Regions from separate parts of the Hordeum vulgare genome. Here region 2 is linked to region 1. A link is a contact called in public Hi-C data. All regions are on one chromosome and are shown on one strand. The core of a region is the stretch at or near the end of the contact, and the rest is flanking DNA. Distances in the headings are between cores, read along the strand shown. Region 1 holds the start of LOC123438891. Region 2 has its middle 13 kb from the start of LOC123423698.

Region 1 (4,037 bases), core at 504-3,003:
CGCCAGCAACCAGCATGTAAATACATAAGCCATGTGCACCCTCTCACCATCAAAAAGAACATACCAATCCCCATAACATACATTTTTTCTCGGAATCATCTAATTCACTATGCATCCTAATTTTGGACCCCTCTCATTCAATTTAGGCTTTCAATTTTGGGTTTAATTTATACTTTTAACCTAATCAACTATTTCTCAACAAGCCCTTTCATTCAGGTGGCGTATTCAACTTTCGATTTGATTGATCAATGACTTTTGAAGAATATTTATATGAATGGAATATGATCCCAACACTCTCAACACAGAGACCCCTCTTTATAGCGGGGCTTCACGACGACTCAGATAAAATTGAAAAACTTCCGAGTATTCAACACCAAAACATTAATCATGCAATGCACTTTGAGCACCCCTTAGGTTTCTACACTTCTAGGAGGGGAGCATTGATCTTACCTCACCATTCAAAACGTCATCAACAAGTTTTTATGGTGCATATGCACCAACACAAAACCGGTGGTCCAGTGGTGTGGGATCCCACGAGCTCGTAAGTTTTGCTTCACACTACTCTATATGTTGATCATGTGATTATTTTGCTCTATGTTGCATTGTGTTGATCATGTGATTGTATTTCTTCACTGGCCCGACCTTTGCGATGACGTTGTAAAGAAAAATGAGGGCAAAGCCATTCATGATGTTTCATTGTTGGAGCAAGTTGAATGCCCAAAGTAAGTGGAGTGATATCGTGTTCTCCATCAAGACCGCCAACACTTTAGGGTACGAAGTTTGGTGAAACAAACGATGAATTGGAGGAGGGCTTGCAACGGCCACCGTGTGACAAGGTCGAGCGAGAAGAAATATGAGAATGAGAAGGAGAAGCGTGAATGGATGGTGACCAAGATGACAAAGAAGTGGACATCATGTTTTTTTGCAGGTAGAGAGGACATCATGTTAAAGAAAAATGAGGCAAATGCCACTGAGAAAAAGCGAAGATGTTTAACATGTTCATGGATATGGATATGCAAAACAAAAAGATGCGCCTTGAGGAGAGGAAGCTTGCGGTCAAGCAAACGTGTGCGGAGTCCAAGATCTTACTAGCGGAGCTACAACAAGATTGAAAGGGCTCTGGCCCGTCCAGCGTGTAAGATTTTTTTAAAGCATAATCATATCTTTGGTCATAGAGCACAAGCCCAATAACTATTTCTATCAATCAGCCCGTCCAACTATTTGGATCAAGCTCCGTGAGTGCAAGCTCTTGTATGTGAAGGCCGGTGACTTGAATCCCGAGGTGACAAAATTTGTGCACCAATAGCATAACAACATCTTTACACACTATGCAAAGGTAAAAAAAAGAGTCATTTGGTTCGACCACTCAGTCCCTTTGTTTGATGGATGCGAACTATGAAACTTATTATACATACTAACTATGTAGTTGAAATGCTACTGATCGAGAAAATTAACTCAATAAAGAAAGAGAAAAGACCAAATAAATAAAGAATATTTGAGGAATAACGTTAAACGTCCTTCGCCCGACCAAATGCCCGTAAACATTTGAAAATGTCCGTTAACGGGAGATGCCCTGGAGGCCGTCTTCATCACTCTTTCAGCAGCACAAGCATGCCCGTGAGTCATGAAAAGAAGATCGGATCGGATCGGATCGGATCGGAGCCGTCCATTGCCATCCCCACGCAGTCCGTTCATGCCTCCCTTCCGCCCAGTCTCCGTTCTCCCGTGATTCCATTTTCCACCTATAAAAATGGGGGGTATGCACGGAGACTCGCCTCAGCGCCGGCCACGCGCGCTCACCCCCTCCGCGCGAGCCGCCCGCCGTCCTCCGCCGCCAGCTTCAATCCCAACAACAGGTTGTCTCCACCTCTCATCCACCTTTCTCTCTCCTGCTCCCGCAGCTGGGTAAATCCGATCGACAAAGAGGCCGCTAAGATACAGGCATGGCTCGCGACCTTGAGACGAGTAGAAGGATGCGCCCGCCCTTTTCCGAGACGGCGAAAAACGACCGGCGACGGCGGGTAAGCGGGCGGCGTGGGGTCCCGCCGATCTCCCACCCACCTTCCTTGACCAGGCGAGTGCGCCTCGGCAGCTAAAGGCGCCGGTGATTAGACTCGGTTCACAATTAGTTTAGTGTCCATGTCAAAAAGGCCAGCGCCTTTTCACTAGCTTCTCCTCTGGAGATGCATTTGTTTATCCAGTAGCAGCCTAATTAGCAGACGCCACATGTTTCGCTAAGCATCGTGCTGATTGAAATGGTGCTGTCACCTAGTATCTACTAGTACTTAATTATTTCACTGGTTAGTTAGCTCTTCTGTTAAATTCTGGTGGTGGCTCCACCGATTGGCTCTTCTTTTGGATTTTGATCCCACTGATTGGCTATTGTTTTCTTGGCTCGTCGTTGTTGCTTTCAGTGCCCTATCCCTGCGTATGATCACTGATCAGTACTTCAGTATAGTTAGTTCAGTACCCCCATGTGTACGTGCTCTTGTTTCAGTGTTCTTTATGTGCCCTTCAGAAACTGATCAGCACATAACCAGTTATGTTATTCACCTTTTGTTAACATTTTGAGCTATGGTATTTTTTCTTCTTCTTACTTTCTGAACTTTGCTGGGCACTACTAAATGTTTTGAACTCGTTGGGATTGACTAGAGAAATGAATTTGTGAAATTTCAAAAAGATTTTCCACGACCTTGTGCAGTACCAATATGTTTTTATGTGATTGGTCCAGCTTCAGCCAACAAGTATACCCCCAATCTATCTCTTTGTCCTGCTCATTGTCTGGTTCCTATTGCTTCCTGATTTTATAAGGCATGGATTGGTGGCAGTTGATTTTGAAAAACTACTCTCTTTTTCTCCTGCAGTGCTCTTACATCTCTTGTAGCTAGCTGGAAAAGCGAGCTTGCATGATGGACGACTCTTCAACTAGGAGCCATGTTTCTGAGGGGAATCGTATGGGCTATGTAAGAAGTGAATCCATGGATTCCACTGGCCATCCTTCGGCTGCTAGGTCAGGCTCACTGCTAAGTAGGAGAAGTAGCAGGCCCAGTTCAAGGGGATCCATCAGCCTCTCTCGCGAGATGGGGGACTCGATCCTGAACTCAATGAGGCATTCCCTTCAGTCAGCAGACCAGTTGCTAGGTGACGCCGATAGCTCGGCTTTGGCTCAGGTCATTGACAGTGGTGACCGAGTGCTGGTGTTGGAAGACGAGCCTGATGAAGATACATCAAATACCTTGGATCAGCATAAGCTTGGTCCTATCCGAGATAATCGAATCCATGGCTACAGCTCACATGGCACAGGTGTGCCAGCGCCTGAATCTTCTGTGGAGCCAAAGGGCGAGAGCCAATCAGTCAAGGTACAGAATTGTTAATCAAAGGATTATGCTTTCCAGTATTATTGCAAGGCTGTACGTTCTGCTATATATTCTGAAATGAACATGTCTATGCTTTCCTGCAGGTTGAACAATATATGCTTTCTCGGAGGCTAGATTATGCTTCTTACCTGATCCATTTAGCTGCATTTGGATTATTTGGGGTAACTCTCAAACACATTGTCTACTGTTGTTTGTATTAGGTATTAATTACTAAGTGATCTTCTTTAGTGTACATAAATGTCGTGAAAGAACGATGGAAGTTCAGGGGACATTTTTACTTTAAGCCCATGCATGCCTTCAGAAAACATTTACCGTTGTAGTTGTACCATCCCTTTCCATTCCCGTAATTACATCTTCTATATCCAAATTAGGTATTTACAAGGTACGGGCTCCAAAAGCTGTTCGGCCCAGGCTGCCTGGCACTCACCTCCAACCAAAGCCCGTTGTACCTTGATCTTCCATCAAACATGGTATGTTCTATCCTGTACATGCTCAAGTAAAAAACCACCAGGGATTTGGGCTATACTGACACATGTTAATGCCCAAATGTTTGTGCATCAGCTAGGATCCTTCCTGATGGCCTGGTTTGGGATCATCTTTAAGACAGACATTCGGCACATATCTGAACATTTCATTGTTGGAATCACAACCGGATACATG
Region 2 (3,830 bases), core at 1,236-3,735, 560 kb after region 1:
TTTCCTCAACGGTGATCTCACAGAAGAAGTGTACGTAGAACAACCCCTCAGCTACGAGAAGAAAGACGAACAAGCGGAAGTTGACAAGCTCAAGAAGGCACTTTACAGGCTGATGCAAGCGCCAAGAGCTTGGAATTCAAAGTTAGACCAAAGTATGGTCACGCTCGGGTTCAAAAGATGTGCCCTCGATGATCCAAAGGACAGTCTACAAATCACCAAAGAAGAGGTGAAGATTGAAGACACGACCAAAAATGAGTGTTGTCATCAAGCTACGGACGAGCCGACGACAGTAAAGACGGTCCATGAAATGCTGCAAGGGACGGCAAAGGCCATGCTGATGATAACAGTCATGAGAAGCAGCAATCGTGTTTGGGACCCAGGTCGAAAGTAAGGACATCGTGATTAGGGGGTGAATGTGAGTTAATCACGTTGCCCTGTTCCTGTAGGATTAGAAAAGAAAGCCAAACCGAGTCCTAGTAGTATTAGGATACCTAGTCCTAGTCTATTTTCATAGTCCCTTGTGGACGTGTATAAAAGGCACCCTAGGGGTGTTGCTTGTAACACCTGAAAAAACGAAAAACAATACAAAGCAAAGGCTCGACACGGGCGTTTACCTATCAAATCCATCGATCAGTTTTATTCGTGTCGCTAGTTACGCAAGTTCCGTCAAATAGACGGCCGAAGCAAGAATCGCGTAGGCACGCCTGTACGGCTGCATACGCACGTTCAAAAGCCAATATTTTACTGTTCACCAGGGGCAGATGAGCCAGGCGAGATATGAATTGACGTGCCAAATACTTATTTTGTCATATTTATGCAGGTAAGATGAATCAATCATCTAGAGCATTCATGCATGATCATCGATCACCTAGTGGCGTGATGAATCAGGTTGATCAGCGGCCTTTTGCAAGAGAAAATAAGAGAGAGAGAGATTGGTACATTGAAAAATGTGTGTGTCTCTCTCTTCCAGTCCAGCCCTCAAAGAGGGGGGCGTGACATGGAGTGTATGAGGCAGCGGCAGTTGAGTGGGTTGATGATGAGCACGCATCGGACATGAGGATTGAGTTGCAGGGCATGCACCCATCATGCATGGATGCACTAGCTAGCAATTGCAACTCCTCCCCTCCAATAGCAACGGCAGCAGCATGGAGCAGCAGCAGGCAGACAGTGCGAGTGCTGGCTCCATCTGTCTCGGCCGGCCGGCGTTCCTGCCTGACCGCATCTCCAATGATGCAGGGAGCCCCTCACGTGTGTGTCTCCTGCCTGCACCCTGCTCCTCCCCTGCTGTCTTTCAAACAAGCTAAAAAATGCAGGCCGGTCGATCCTCATCCTCTGGTGGCACGCTTAATCAGCCATCGACCTGATCGTCTCATCAGCATCAATTCATCATCATCTCCCTCCATAATTCAGTTTTCAGCAAGCATCTCCGACGACGCACGTCTACGTTTCTCCGCTGAATCTGATTCGGAAGAGAGGAAAAAACACTCGGATAAAGGCAGCAGCAGGGTTGCGGTTGGAGCAACGCACGCACGCATGAGCATGGCTTGAGCGTGCGGAACTGTTCTGATGGCGATCGCGAGTTGGTTACGCACACTTTGGTCTACAGAAGAAGAGAATCTTCTGGCCACTGGTTTAGCCACTCGATTCATCCGTTAATGCCGGTCCTAACTAAAGAAGGAGAAGAGGCCGAGGACAATCCGCAATCATGAGAAAAGAGGCGACTAACCAAGCAACCGACGTCGATCGGGTTCGATTCCGTTCCCTGTCCCGCCGGCTTTGCGCGTGATGATGAGGATCATCAGCACAACTGTAATCTTCTCCCTTTGACGTACTGTAGTAATTTGCTTCTACTCTGGTTCTCCTGCGATTCCGATGCTGATTAAATAAGGGGCCGGACCGAACAGCGTTGTAATGTCACCAGATAGTAGGAGTACTTACTTCTGTCTGATCGTTTCTGGTTTTCTACCGTGAACCCGGAACAGTGGCATCGGACCGCTGTAGCCTGTAGAAAAGTCAGCACCGCTCGACACCCCCGTGCTTGCGGCCTGTCGCGTGCGCCCTGATCCCACTACCAGCGGCGCAAATGCACAACAGTTGGATTATTGTTACGGCACAGTGCTGGTTCAGAAAGAGTTAACCACCAGCGAGACAGATGTCGGCCGTCGCAATCTCTCCATATATACCCATGCAGATGCAGGGTCAAAGTCCTGGTAATTTCACTACTCTGCACGCTGGGACGGACGGACATCGCGTAGCACGCATCTCGAGGCATGCACGTAATAAGCACTCTGATTCTCTGAAGAAGCAGGCGTTTGCTCAAAAGTAATCAGTCGGGGAGGCGGAGGATAATTTTAAGGCGAAAGGCAATCTGCTCATAATCACCGGCTTTAAGAAAGCGAAAGGAGAAAGCACATGGACATGGTGGAGGAGGAAATTAGGCTGCGCTGCGGTCATCAGAGCCTATGGACGGATGGATTATCGGGGCATCCGCGCGGCGAAAACGACAGTAACTTAGCCCGGTTTGCAGCACATGCTGGAACCTCACGTCAATCAAGCCCTCGAGCGTTTCATCGCGCTGGCTGCACTCACCGGGCAGTGTCACAAGCTAGCCAGCGCTCGCCTGCTCGGACAAAAGGAAAAAGAAAAGGAGAAGCCCAAGTATCTTTCCTATCCATGGTCGTCTGGGTCGTGTGTATATTAGGACGAAACACCTCTCCCTGTCTGTCCGGCCTTCTTTTCTTGGCTTCTCCATCACACAACCATACAAATGAGATAGACAGACAGAGAGAGAAAGAGAGAGGAGTGCGCAGCATGATGATTGATGAGTGCCGTGGAGCTGAAAGGGTGAAACGTGTCCTCGGTCCCCGTTCCCGGTTAAGGAAGATGAAGGGGAGGAAAAGAGGAGAATCGATTCGCTCGTCTCTTTCTTTATTTCTCTCTTTACCATCCATCGGAAAGTACGGCTCCAGCCCTCTATGAGTCCCGTCGACCTGATCATCGTGTTTATTTGCTTAGCGTGGATTTTCGCTCGACGGCAAATCGGTATGAGTGCGAGGTTCTGGCTACCGGGCTGAGCCTAGTACTCCTTTCATCCTAAAATAAGTGTTGCAATTTTGAGACCTAGTACTTCTTTCGTCCTAAAATAAGCGTTATAATTTTGAAACAAAGTATGTACTTTGTAGATATAAAAAATGCTACTCCCCTGATCCAAATTAATTGACACGAAACTAAAGCTGCGTCAGTTAATTTGAGAATACTACTAGTACTGTTTACACATTTGGGAGTACTACTGTTTACACATGGCCTAAAACGAAGACCATGATCTGTGTGCTAAATAGAAATATAAAATCCTGGTGCATAAAAAGGATTACTAGGATCAGTTAATTTTGAAACAATGTTTTTCTGAAGAACAAGTCATTTTCTGAAAAGTCAAAAGTTTCACCCCCCTAAAAAATGTCATGTGGTGAAGTAACTGTCACCCCGATACAGCTAAAACTGTCCAAAAATTAAAAAAAAAACAATTAAAATGTCATGCTCTCCCAGCGAACATTGGCAAGACAAAATCTCCGTAAGTAAATCTGCCTACGAGGAGGGCTGGATGGAACAGATGGGCGTAGGTTACCTTGGTGCTCCTACTCTTCACTTGTTGCCAGGTATGGTGTGGCGAACTTTGCTACACCTACGAGCAGTTTTTACGGGAAGTAGTTATGGTAATGAGATGGAGACTTTGAATTTATCATGTTTTGTGTCCCAAACTTAAATTCACAGGAAGCACACCCCCTCATGAAACTTCCGTGAGTTAAGCGTTTTTTATGGTGCGGCACGTATGC

Evidence for each region. A called contact is a pair of places that touch in the nucleus more often than the background predicts.
Region 2: a Hi-C map of seedling shows a contact between it and region 1, with 2.3 times the contacts expected there. The contact joins the enhancer-like site here to the promoter of LOC123438891 in region 1. A contact is called at or near these places in 2 of 6 Hi-C or Micro-C datasets (leaf and seedling).

The regions. Positions count from the first base shown.
Region 1 is chr1H:380,550,151-380,554,187 of MorexV3_pseudomolecules_assembly, forward strand. LOC123438891 reads left to right here and starts at 1,754. Exons shown (of 7, transcript XM_045115811.1): 1 at 1,754-1,856; 2 at 2,865-3,359; 3 at 3,461-3,538; 4 at 3,749-3,847; 5 at 3,939-4,037. The coding sequence starts at 2,907.
Region 2 is chr1H:381,111,891-381,115,720 of MorexV3_pseudomolecules_assembly, forward strand. No RefSeq gene overlaps it. Among protein-coding and RNA genes, the nearest start is that of LOC123423698, 13 kb to the right of the region's middle. Within about 2 kb of position 2,486, at least 3 of the 3 cell types and tissues checked have open chromatin away from gene starts, as enhancers often do. A contact at or near this core is called in leaf and seedling, where this site is marked.